2 separate regions of the Gasterosteus aculeatus genome follow, and region 2 is linked to region 1. A link is a contact called in public Hi-C data. All regions are on one chromosome and are shown on one strand. The core of a region is the stretch at or near the end of the contact, and the rest is flanking DNA. Distances in the headings are between cores, read along the strand shown. Region 1 overlaps zbtb16a (zinc finger and BTB domain containing 16a). Region 2 overlaps zbtb16a (zinc finger and BTB domain containing 16a).

What was found. A called contact is a pair of places that touch in the nucleus more often than the background predicts.
Region 2: a Hi-C map of skeletal muscle shows a contact between it and region 1, with 2.4 times the contacts expected there. The contact joins two enhancer-like sites. A contact is called at or near these places in 2 of 6 Hi-C or Micro-C datasets (both in skeletal muscle).

What each region holds. Positions count from the first base shown.
Region 1 is chr7:28,078,932-28,085,487 of fGasAcu3.hap1.1, reverse strand. The region is part of intron 4 of zbtb16a (zinc finger and BTB domain containing 16a); the gene reads left to right. Among protein-coding and RNA genes, the nearest start is that of htr3a, 40 kb to the right of the region's middle. Within about 2 kb of position 2,342, at least 4 of the 9 cell types and tissues checked have open chromatin away from gene starts, as enhancers often do.
Region 2 is chr7:28,126,587-28,133,142 of fGasAcu3.hap1.1, reverse strand. The region is part of intron 2 of zbtb16a (zinc finger and BTB domain containing 16a); the gene reads left to right. Among protein-coding and RNA genes, the nearest start is that of zbtb16a, 35 kb to the left of the region's middle. Within about 2 kb of position 3,327, at least 7 of the 9 cell types and tissues checked have open chromatin away from gene starts, as enhancers often do.

The DNA of each region.
Region 1 (6,556 bases), core at 1,093-3,592:
AAATGCAGAGAGGCGCTCGGGGCCACGCTGCGATGCCGTTAAAGGGGGTTTGTTAAGGTTTCCTCAGAATGAAACTAATGATAATGGGCCGTGCAAGCTGTTGTAGAAACACTCCTTAATGGATTACTTACGCAAGCAATTAGCGGTGCACCACCAGCCAGATATCAGCATCTCAATGGTTTAAAATATGTGTTGGTTGTAATGACGCTATGTAGCAATTACTCTTGTTAATAGATTGATGTGAGACTGGTTGGACCGAGGCCACGGTGTAATGAAAGCAAGGCTCCTGGTGCTCCTTCTGGAGATGTTCAAAAGTTCTCAAACTGGACTTTTAGAAAGTTCGTATTATTTGTTGTATCTCCTCCTCCTCCCGCCCAATCCCAAAAAGTAAAAAATGAAGCGATTAAGGGAAGACTTTGTGGGCACTTTGTTGAACTCCAGAGCAGAGAAGAGCCCCGCAAATGTAATCCTTTGATATGTAGTCAGTCCGAGGGGTTTGCAGAGGGATAACATTGCAATTCAGAAAATGTGGCTGGTCCTTGGCCCTTAGGGGCCCGAGCCTTTGTGGTCACAGGACCAGGATTACACTTTAACCCCCACCACTGCAAGCAACCAGCTCCCCCCACCGCCCTGGCTGAGGGCCGGGGTCAGGTTAAAGGCCAGGCATCTTATACAGGGTGGGACAGAGAAAAGTGGAGAAAGTCCGTCTTTTGAACATTCCAAAATGCAGCTCGGTGAAGACCGCAGCCTTTGTTCCTTTACCAATAACGGCACGCAGAGTATTTTTATCTGAACATCCATTGGAGTACATGTGAAGAAAAAGGCTTTACTTTCATTCGAGGTGCAGCCATTAATATAACTGGTGGCCAGTTTGACTTAAATAATAATAAGTAAGTAATAAATAAGTTGCTTTACAACCACAAAAAGACAGTCACTGAATATGAGTTGATTAGGGTTAGGCGGTTATCTTTTAAACCATGTAGGAAAATATACATATAAACATGAACTAAATTGTCTGACAGAGGTGTCCGTTGTCCAGTGATAACTGGTGTGTTTGTGTATCGACAAAGTTCCATGAAGGAATCGTCATGATTTAAAAAAAGGCTCCGGTTGATGTTCCTTTCGTGGATTAAGGCAGATTAGGTCTCTTCCTCTCTTTCAAGACTTCTTCGTTTGAAGGGTGTTCTACTAGGAATGAAATCTTCTTGTCATCCATATGACATTCTTGTCGTCTTTACTTAACATTTTGGACGCCAAAAAAAAAGAAAAAAAATGGCAAGACGGCGTTAAAACAGGTGGCGGTGTGAGCAGTTTAACTTGAGACTGTTAGTCTCTCTGAGGCCTCAGTGTTGAGTGTCAATGATCGAATTAGCGACTTAAGAATGCGCAACGTTCATTTCTGTCAACAACTCATGATCGGTGTTCCACGATTTCCTTCTCATTTAATGAAATTTGACGAGGGTTCGTTGTCTCCACGGACAGATCGGCCCATTGTGGCGTCGCTCGGTCACATGTGCAGCGTTAGAGACGCTGGCTCCGTTTCTGAGCGCCGTCCCGAATGAATGTGTGTGTGTGTGTGTGTGTGTGTGTGTGTGTGAGCAGAAGGTTGTGTTTGTGTCTGGTGTGTGTCGCAGACTGTCGACAGTGTGTGTGTTTCAGTCTGCTTGTTTGCAGGCCAGATGTACTGAGCCGGGAATGGGGTCAAGGTGGGAGAAGCCCCCCCCACCCCCTCACCACCACCAAAAGAAAAAAGTGTTGGATTTATAGCAGCAGGTCCGGGTCTCTCCCTCCCACACCACGCGCTCATTTCCTGGGCTCTGTCCACGGAGAAATATGGCCTGGAGACGGAGACGGAGGGGTTAGAGGAAGGGAGGAAAGGAGGAAGAGGAGCTAAAGATAGAGACGGCGGTGCAGACACGCGCTGGCAGAATAAGGAGATAAAGAAGACACCGTGGGAAGAAGATGTCAACAACACACTTTGCTTTCCCGTCTTTAAAGTAAAAGAATCTTTTGTGCTTCCAAAGATATCAATAATATGCCTTATTCACACAAACCGACCGAGTCGATCCCGTTTAGCGGCTGATTGGATGCTCCTCCACTTGTTCTGAGGGGCCGTTGTGCTGCTGAATCTGAATTGAATGAGACTTTACGCCTCGGACTGTGCCTGTACTGTAACGGCACATCGGCGGCACAGCATTTACCGCCCCGCCCCCCCCGGTGACCCGGGGGCTCGGTGACAAACACCTGACCCCCCGAAACTGCTTTCTGATCTCCATTCTCAGCCATTAACCGTCTCGGCGGCGTCTCACCATACACCACGTGAGAGGCTTTGTTTTGTGTGTGACAGGAAGGTCGTACGAGGGCTTCTCCCATGTTGCTGTGGCTCTCCAGTGGGAACCAGTGTGTGTGTGTGTGTGTGTGTAGACAGAGGAGCGCCCCCTGCTGGCCACATGCCGCACAAGCGCTTTTATTCCCACTCATCTCAAGCGCCTGTTCTTTAGTCAGAGGCGACTTTATGTGGTCGTTTCGCTGCCGTCGGTGGTGTCGTCGCAATTATATGATTATCTTCCACTAATCTCTCCCATGGAATAGTCCTGCAGGACCAATTTCTGGTGCGGGATCGTTTCTTATCTGCATTTTTAGGCAATCTGGGGCAGCAGGCTTCTCACTTCTCCCCCGAGATGGAGGCTTAAGATGACGGCCTTTTAGTAATGATTTCATTTCTGCCTTCACTGAATCCCAATTTGATCCTAGCGAGGGAGAATACTCAGTTCAGCCCGTTGGAATTTGGCAGTATTTTGGATTTCAGTCTGAATTTGTGGTCGCACGTGGCGAAGGCTAATGAATCTACATGAGAGTGACACGTCTGCATGCTTTGAGTGGATATTATCCAAAGCCTTCATTTTTCCAAAGATCATTTTAGGATTAGTTGGTAATTCCTCCTGGGTACCGGCTCTTTTGTGTGCGCTATTTTAGAAACCACAGGCGGGCGCATACAGGTGGTTGTTAACAGTCCTGGCACTGAAAGCACTTGTTTTTCTCTCCTCTCCCTTTCCGTCTGAGGAGCTTTTGAGCTTCGCCGAGTTTCTCCGCTGCCTTTGATTTCCCCGTGCAAGCGACGAATACACGAAGCTCCTCTCATCTGCCCGAGCGTGCACACTGCACTGTGAGTAAAGCTACAAGCTGCCCGCTGATATCGTGATAAGTGGAGCTCCCCGGTGTGTAAAAGACAAAGATGGGAATTGAAAGACAAAATATTTCCAATATTTTCCCGAGCACGCGTTGTTGTGTGCACGTTCCCGTTTGTGTAATTGGACTCGGCAGTTCAAACCGGCTTGTACGGCGAGCTTAGGGAGTAACTTTATAAATAATGGAGACGCATCGTAATGGTAACGCACAGAAGAGCTTTATATGAAACACTCTTTGGTCTCAAGGTTCATTTCAGTATGACTAAAGTATAGAGACCGACACAGTAGGATCCTCCCCTGAATAAAACATGAAACCAGCACATGAGCCACAGTAGCAATAAAGGCATGTAAAAAAAAAAAAAGCAGGAAAAACGTTCTAAAAAGAGGCACTTTTAAGGGTGATATCCACGTTTTATATTCATCAGGTCCTGCCATGTAATTCACTGAAATATGAATGATGCACTATTTTGGATCCTGTCAACATTTTAGAAAATCCCTCTGTTAAGTGAAACCTCTGCTGGCGGTATGGACCACGAATAGATACTGAAGGTTGGGGTTCCATAGGCTTGTTGATGGAATTTGGATTCAATATTTAATACACAACAATAAATGTGCAATATGCAACGTTTGCCTTGACGGATAGTTGCACGTACACTGCATAACCCTGCTACTCTGTAACCCCTATTCATATTCTATTTCAATATTTATGTTGCGTTCTTTCCTGCCACTTGTTGCTGCGTTGAGCAACTTCCCCTGCAGACATCATTAAAGTTGTCCCTTAATATTGTATATCATAGAGCAACAGCTGCACGCTGCAGCATGATACAAGACTTCATCACAACTGTAATGAAGAGAGAAAGAGAGCGACCCCCCCTCCCTCCCCCCACACCCCTAACCCCCAAATCAATTTCCTTTCAATGGAATTAAGTGAGATTGAGGCACACCACTGTATTAGTTCTTCAAAAAGCAACACTCGCTCGCTCACAGGCACTCAGACACTCTTCTTCCTCCTCCTCCTCTTCCTCCTCCTGCTCTTCCTCCTCCTCCTCCTGCTCTTCTCTGGCGGCTGCCGTTTTCCTCTCGACGGCGTTTGATCGACACACAGCTCATCTATAAATAAAGGCTTTTCTTCCAACCCACAAAGTCAAGTCGGCCGCTCGCAGTTTGGCTCCAAGGTCACAGCTGCCTGAACTCCCCCCTTTTTTTTTTTCGCACTCATTTGCTGCGCGTTTTGGAAATTGCTTTAAAAGCACTTTAAGCAAATTTAACCTGAACCCGAATGCCTTTTTAACACCTATAATCACCAGTTTAACTTCAACCGCATGCATCATAGTAAGTGAATGTCATGGGCCAGATGTTGCTCACAAATGGGACCTTTAAAAATGATATGAACCATTAGCTTTTTGTTTTGGGCTTTTTTCTGTTTAAAACTGTTTTGTTTTTTTAATCTAACCAAATTGAGTCATTTTTTTATATCTCACTTTAGTTGGTTCACCGGCCCAAATCACTTAAATGTTCACTTTTCAATTTTCCACTGCACCCAAAATGGCTTTGTTGAAATAAACCAGATGATGAATCATCAACATCATCATCTATTTCAACGTACTAACGTACTGTGTTTATCGTCAGTAAACACAATGCTAATAGTGTTGCTTCAGCCGAAAGCATGTAGGAGACGGCATTGACCACTGGTTTATTTTTCCTTAGGCGTGTTCTTAGGTAATTTCAAGCCATAGGTATATGATCTAGTCAGAGGGCATTAAAGGAAACAAACATGAGAAAAGTTCTCTAAAACATAATTCCATGAAACTAAATACAGAAAAGCATTTTTTGCATTGCAGGTTTTTGAAAATGTAGGTTTAAGTATATAAGCGCAGTGTTATTGTTTATTAAATGTGTCCTTATTTGGAGGAATTTACAGAACAGAAATCTGAACACCCCATACAAATGTTTGTTTCATTTTGTTGGCGTATTGGAGTCAGTTTAATCTCTTTCTTATTTAGGAAGAATCATTTTAGGAACAATATATCAACAAACCCAACGTCTGGGTGCAACTGAGGTGAAGAATTCTGCCTCAGTTTGAGGACAAAAAGCTCAGTGTCTGAGGTCAAAGTTCGGATTGTACTTTTGACTTTTCCCTCAAAAGATTCTGTGTTTTCTCCATGTTCCTCTGAATCCTCCCCATCAAACCGGGTGCCACTGGCCGACTCCAATATTACCACTTTACTCACTGCAGATTACTACTTACTAATTCATCTGTCTTTTCCTGAGTGCAATCCGCTGTTCACTTTCCCGGTCGCCCTCCCACTGAGTAGAAGCGCGTGCGGCGTTCTTTTACCGCTAAATGTTTGGTTCGCATTAACACGGTTCATAATGTTAGTTTTCTTTTCTTTTTTTTCTTGCAAATGACGTGCTGTCGCTCACGCAGCGCCTCATCGGGGTGTTTTTTTCTTTCGCCTTTTGTGTTGTAGTTGTGTCTGCGAATGGACTGTGCAGCGCCGCCACGTCAAGGCCTCGCCGCAGCGCGCCGGCCGCTGTTTCTCAGTACGAGAGCGGCCGCAGCCTTCATTTGCTCTCCGCGTTGCCCTTCGCTGTGTTTCTTCAGGAGCAGTGTGTGTATGTGTGTGTCAAATGCAAACCTGGTCAACAAAGGAGGCTTGTAGTGTACTGTGACTCTTTTGTCAGACCTTCGCCCCTGTCCTCATCCTCCTCTGCTACCCGACAAAAGCCCAACGGTAACTACATTAAGCCGACCGGAGAGCATGCCTTCCCCATTGTGCCAGACACCTTTGCCATTCGGGGGCCCTTTGGCTGCGCTTCTCCCCCCCCCCCCCCCAGTGTTCACGTATGATTTGTTCTCCTTTTTAATGTTACAACCACCTTCGGCCCCTCTTCCGCGGTCCGTTTTCCTCCCAGCCCTCCCTTCCCCTTTTCCCAAGCCGTCTGAGAAAACAAAACAAACACCCCATCCTGTCCAGCGTGTCTGTGTTAAAGGCAGCGTGTGTGTGTGTGTGTGTGTGTGTGTGTGTGTGTGTGTGTGTGTGTGTTAGGACAGTAGATTGAGGTGCTAAAAGCCTTTTGTCCAGCAGGAAAGACGATGTCAGCAGCCACAGTGAAGGGGGGGAAAAGTGAGGGGGAGCTGGGGTCATTTTGCTTCAGCCTTTGTGTGTGTGTGTGTGTGTGTGCGTGTGCGTGTGTGTGTGTACGGGCCGATGGACCTAAGAGCCTGTGACTAATGTGGGTTTTGCAACCCCCGGTCCCCCAACCCCCTTTTACATTGTCTGCCCCCACTGTCCAGATGGCCAGTGAGTAGAATAAATCCTGGGAAGGAGAGGAGAGATTTGGAATTCCAATGCAGGACAGGGGGT
Region 2 (6,556 bases), core at 2,078-4,577, 47 kb before region 1:
GTGTGCTCAAGAGGGTGCCTTGGCGATTCTCACCCGAGCCCCACAGGGCTATTAATTACCCGCCCTGTAACGCGGCATCTGCTGAGACGGGGCGGGCGGGCGAGCTCTGCCAACGCGGGCATCGCTGCTCTGTCCCTTGTCTCCCGTTGGCCCCAGCTGCAGTCTCGCTGCCTGCTTATTGGATTCCATCTACATGTGTGATTGATTCAGCACCTCAACTGTGCTTTTTGATGGCGAGCAGGCCAAAAACACACACACGCACGCACACACAGGCACCGAGAAAAGCAACCCCAGCTGGCAAATACTTAACCAACCATGAGACACGCTAAGATGCCCGCTCTGTTCAAGTGGGTTGGGACATTTTCAGAGCAGCTGTTTGATTTGCTGTTCTGTAAGAGAAAGGGATCGTTTTCTTTGTGAAAGAAGTGGTCAGATGGTGTGTGTTTGTGTGTGTGTGTGTGTGTGTGTGTGTGTCGTAACTCTTAAAGCCACAGTTTGGACTTAAATGAGCACATAAACAATAATATCATCCAAGTATTTCCTGTTCCAGTCGTCTCCATGACTCTGCTGTCCAAGAGGTACTGGGGTTGTTTTCCGACTAACATGACAGACGACTGAAAACGGCATTTGCAATGTGTTTTCAAGAGCGTTTTGTTATTTAGTCTTTTTCCAGCCTCCCTTTCACATTGCAAATGGTGTCCTGTAGTCCTGCAGGTACACCGAGGCCGTGTTCTCTGTACCTTTTATTCCAGGAAGTCGGGGGACTTTAGTGATCTGGAGAACACCTTGTGCTCGGGCCAATGTGCACACTTTGAGCAGGACTAATTCTATGACGGTATTTGCATGCACGAGCGTATCGACTCTTTCACTTATGCTGACTCTAACCAGTTGTAAGGAAAAGGTACACCCCCCCCCCTTCCCCCCGCCCTCTCTCACAGCCAGCCCAAATCACCACAACGTCATTGCTGCAGACTGCTGCATAACCCTTTTCCGACATTATTACATAATCCCACGTTATTACTTACAAGCTGTTTCCGAAAAACATTGCATTACGTAAGAGCTGAAAGGCAGCAGCTCCGCCCGTTCTTTTTACACTATGTTCTTCTTAAATAAACAATTCCTGCTCGACGCAAAGGGAACATATGATTTTGTTCTATTGGGGGGGGCTTCCCGTACACGTGTCGACACATCCCCAGATGCATTAGTGTCACATTTGGACAAGTCTGCACGTTATCCGTCAGATACTACGTTATCAGTCGGCCTGTAGTGGTGTGTGATGTTTCCCCAGCCGGGGTCGGGTAAAGTCTGCTCTCGAGTGAAGGGAGCGACCCCGGCGTGACACCCAGACGCTACTATTTCAGTGTTCCAGCCCTCCGGCCAAAAAGCTGTCAGCACATATTTTATCCCTTCCCTCCCTCCAGTATATTCCCCCTCCCTCCCTGGCTTCTTGTTGGAGCTCCTTTCTATCGCTCCATATGCGTTGCAGGCACACTGACTCAATGCAATATCCTCCTTCTGTGTTAAAATCAATCCAGGTTTGAATTGGGGTTAAACGCCTGACTACATGATACGAACATGAAACTTTCTCAAGGGATTACTTGCATTCATTTTATTTGACCTAAAATTGTACGTTGACCTGCAGTGGGTGGGCCATTATCTTGTCAATTGGCAAACATTTCCGCAACATAAATCGGAACATTGGTGAATCCAGGTGGAAAAATATCTTTGACGTATTCAAGTCAATGGTTTTAACAGAGGGATTCTTTATTTTTCACCAAAAATACCGTTAGTGAATTTAGGAGAACTTTTACATGTTTCCCGAAGACTGGTAGAAAGAAAACGTGCAACAAGCAAAATTGACCCAAGCATGAAAATGTCTTTTTGCTTTCGCTCTCTCCACTTAAGAAAGAATTACCATGTTAAATGCTGTTTTCAAATTGCCTTTCTTCGCCCTAGTTCCTGTACAGAATGAATTGTTCTTCAAGAGAATGATCCTGTTCCTTGACTAAACCCAGAAACACCTGGCACTTATCATTCACCTGCTGCGCCTCTTTTTCTTATTCTGCCCATTTATCTTTTAACAACTTTAGAAAAAAAAAAAAAAAAAAGGCCGGTTGTCACAGCGGTGCTTTTAAATTGATCTTAAATTTACTGCCTGCCGGCATTAAAACCCCTCGCATTTGAATTTTGGAATTGCACAGTTGCACCAGACGCATAAGTAATCAATCCGCTCGTCTGCTTTCCGATTTACGCCAACATCATTAACCGGGCTGCCACCGCGCAGCACCGAACCGCACTGGTGGAATCAGTGTGTGTGTGTGTGTGTGTGTGTGTGTGTTATCAGATGGATTTCACGCGCACATGAACTCCTCACACGACCCTCCTCTGTGCGGGCAAAAGCTCTGATTCAAACTGACGGAGGTTCTTGGCACGAACCGCCCACTCCATTCGCCGGCTGCTGTTTCAGCTGTCATACACACTCGCGGAAGTTCTCCACCCCCCCACCCCCCCCCCCCCCCGACCACTCCCCCCTCTGTAATAGTGTGCTGTGCAGAGATGAATGTGCTAATATAGGATGTGGCATCCAGAGGCAATATGTTTATCCATGGTTAACGACACACTTCGGGTCACATGCGATGACGCATGGGATGCGAAGAAGAGCGACGTCGGGTATAAATAAGAACAGAGCGAGCTGCGGTTACATAACGTACGCCGATGAATCCAAAAAGTCAGGTTTAGGAACCTCCGGGGAATATCAGGGGACCGCCAGAAATAGGAGCAATTGTCACGCTTCATTATCTCTCTGCTTCCTTTGAGTTAGCTCACCGTGTAAGACATGTTTAATACAGTTTGTTTCCCATAAGAGTAAGACTTTATTTTGGTTTCATGGAAGGAACATTTCGGGGGATTTGTGGCTCCCAGAATGGATGTTGTTTACGTAATTGACTGGGACGACACGTTTACTTTTGATACTCGATTTAACAATTCGGTAAATAACATGAATTATCTGTTTTTAAAAGTATCAAGTCTTTGCAGCTGTAAAGAAAAGACCAGATCCACGTTACATAACCCTCTGTGTACTGTGGCCAGGGACAAAAACAAAAAAAGCCAAAGCCAACCAAACCACCGGTGGCGTGGTGCTCTATTGCGTACAAGAACATAGCAGAGCATCACGCGGCCTCTTTGGGATGAGAGCTGCTTGTTTACTGCGGCCCCGCGGAGCTCCGGCTGGGGCCGTTTGGGACGCCCGCCGGTGCCGCTGTGCGACTCTTGGAAGGCGGACGTGCGTCCAATGACAGCGCAGATGGCCCAGCGCCACCGCCGCCGCCACCTGAACCTCCCCAGGCTCCCGCGCACAAACGCACACTCGCACACACACACACACACACAGTACCGAGGTCAGACGCGTCAAAACAAGCTGCCCGCGGCCGTCTCTGGTGTCAATAAGCCCCTGCAATGTTTTTTTTCCCCTTTCTTTTTCCTTTTTCTTTCCCTCCTGCGTGCACACAGTCATAAACCGCTAATAATCGAATCCGCGTTGTCTTGACACACACACTCTCTCTCAGACACGCTCTCTTGTCCTCTGAGAGTGCGATGGTAACGGCGTTTTTTGCGGGGGGAGTACAGTAAATCAATGGCCGGAGGCATTGCGTAATAGCTTGAGGAGCCGTGTGTCCAAATCCCCAAAATAACTGCAGTGTCAACCGCTCCGCTCCGGGTCACGTGGTGCGTCTTCTGTTTCCAGGTAAACAAGCGTGTTTTGCACCGAGCGGCGTTGTGAAGTTGGGACACTCGATGAAATGCTGCCAGTATCTCCTGAGATCAGCAGCTGTAGTCAGAACTGTTGAGCAATCCCATGTGACGGTCCTGCACTTCTGCATATGTGTATAAAGATAGATGTGCATACTGAGCCTGCTTGTTTTTGATCGTTGTACTCACTTGAACACACACGTCTCTTTCTGTAGCTCTTTCAAATGTCACTGGGAAGTCACTGCGTATGAATCGCTCGGTCTGTCATGATCCGGTTTATTCGCTTTTTCCTAAATGATCCATGAGGAGATGGGGAAGCTAAAGTAGGTGACGCTGTGAGTTGGGATACCAGTACCATGAAAGGCCTTGACTACAATTGACACGGTCATTCACCGGTCGCCGTGACCCACAGAGAGAGAGAGGTGACGCGTGGGGGGTTTTAGAAGAATTAACCCTTCCTCGTCTGTGTGACGGTGACATGCGATAAACCCCCCGTTCGGCCTAATTTACACTTTAAAAATGTAAAGTAATTAATCAGGAAATTCCCAAATCGTCTTGTAATTGTTTTCACACCAACTCAGCCAGTGTTGCGAAAAAATATTTTTGAGGCGTTTTTCCCATCCTGAGGCTTTTGGATTCTGCGTTTGCGATTAAACGCCACGGCAAAGCGCCCAAACTTCTCAAGGTCAAAGTTGGATCCAATGTCATCTGATCCCGTTTCAACTCTTTGTGCACTCTGGCTTCTGTCTGCATTCAACCCAGCTCTCTTTATTTTGTGAGAGCTGCGCCGTCGCACAGGTTGTTGTTGTCGAAGCGCAGCTTTTATCGATGTAACAGGTGCTTAGCTCGACTGTGGCAGTCAAAATAACACGTCTCCTCCTCTGTTTGGCTTTGCGAATGGGAGCTAAAGTTAGACGTCTTTGAGGTTTTTCTGTCACTTGATGGAAGGTGATGCCGATGCATAATGCATGAGGAGAGAGAGGAGACTTTGTCTGGCTGCTTTTTATAGACCACCAAAGCTGTGCTACCGCGCGCGCACGCACACACACACACACACACACACACACACACACACACACACACACACACACACACACACACACACACACACACACACACACACACACACACACACACACACACACACACACACACACACACACACACACACTCGATGCGATGTAACCTCTCGCAGATCAAGAAAGCAAGAGCGGAGGCAAAAACAGGAATCTAACAAACCGGCAACATAGTCGAGAACGAGGCGAGGGTGGGTGGGGGGGGGGATAGAAAGTAACAACAAGACGAAAGAGACATGTTGACGTGCTATTTTCAGATGGCAGGATCTTTTGATCCGAAGGAGAGGCGGGAGGAAGAGGGTGCAGCGGCGCTGGTGTTTGTCTCAGAGATGGGCTTTAACAGAAATACTTTATACGTGTGATCTCACACGCTCTCCTTAGACGCTCTACTGAAAGGGTCTTTAGGTAAAATGAAGAAGAGAGCGATCACACGGGAGGAGGTGGAGGTCTGTGTGTGTTGGGGGGGGGTGGGGGTGGGTCATGATTTGCAGGCGAAGCTGAGCTTCTTCTTTTTGTTGCAGACTCTGCAGACACCGTTTTTGAGTTATTTTCTCCTTATCCCTCTAATCCTTATTTAACCAGGCAGGTTGACTAAGAGCACGCTGTCATTTATAGTAATGACCCGGGGGGGGGGGGGCTGCAGGGAGCTGCGCATACACACGCACACACCTGTGTGCAGCGCATAGTGACGCACCGCAGTCACACTGGTGAGTAACACTTCTTCGGATGCGTCGTTATTCCACCCGTTTTTGGGGTCATTAATTAAAGCGACGGCGCCTTTTAAAGAGTCAAATTGTCTGTTTTATTTTGGGCCTCTATAATGCAGAACAACTGGTACGTACTTAAGTGGCTTGTTGTGAGTGATTTGTGAGAACTTGTCCCATTAAGCAATATATTATGTATTTTCATTTTTTTTGGGAGGAATTATTTGCAGTTTCTCTGCTGTTATTATTTTCCTCCCCATTCCTGTAACAGGTTGTTAAATCCCGCTGCTGATGCTGTTGAAAATGAGAGACTTTCCTTTATTGATCTCTGACAGCAGGATTTCAGTGTGCTACATTTGAAATGGGAGTCATGAGTAACATTGGGGTGCTTATTAGATGATTCTCACGAATGCTCTTTGGACTCTCAGGTTAAATTCGTCATGTTTTGCACTGGTCTTCACAAAGATGTCTCTAGTCCGGAGCTTTTGACAAATCTGACTTTTGCAGATAAGGTTGATAAGAAGATGACATTTTCTTTTTTATAGGCTCCATCATGTTTCAACGAACATGTTTTGATGTGTAATTGATGTCCAGCCGTTCTGAATAGCTATTTTTTCCTTTCCTATTATTCGTCTTGATTCCGTTTAGTTAACTCACTCACAGGCGCTGCTCTCTTTTTGTTCTTAAGTAGGCAGCTGAGCAGTTTGAATACAACACCCTTTGAATTTAAGGCTGTGTTACGTATTTTATTTTATTTTTTTATGCAGTCAAATTTGCTCCTGCCAGTCCGTGGGATTTGAACTGCAACCTCTGGGTCATTAGTCGTCATTGTCACCTCACTGAATAAAAGGAATTTGTGAGAAGGGGGAGCACTTCAGACTGAGTGTAACTGTGGCCGAGCGGTTGAAACTGCTTCCTGAGTAACGCTGAGGGTATTAGAGAGTGAATCCTACCTTCTGAGCTTTGGGGGAATCCAGCGTCTCTTACTGGGATTAACTTGAAATAGTGATTTACTGCCCAGGAAGC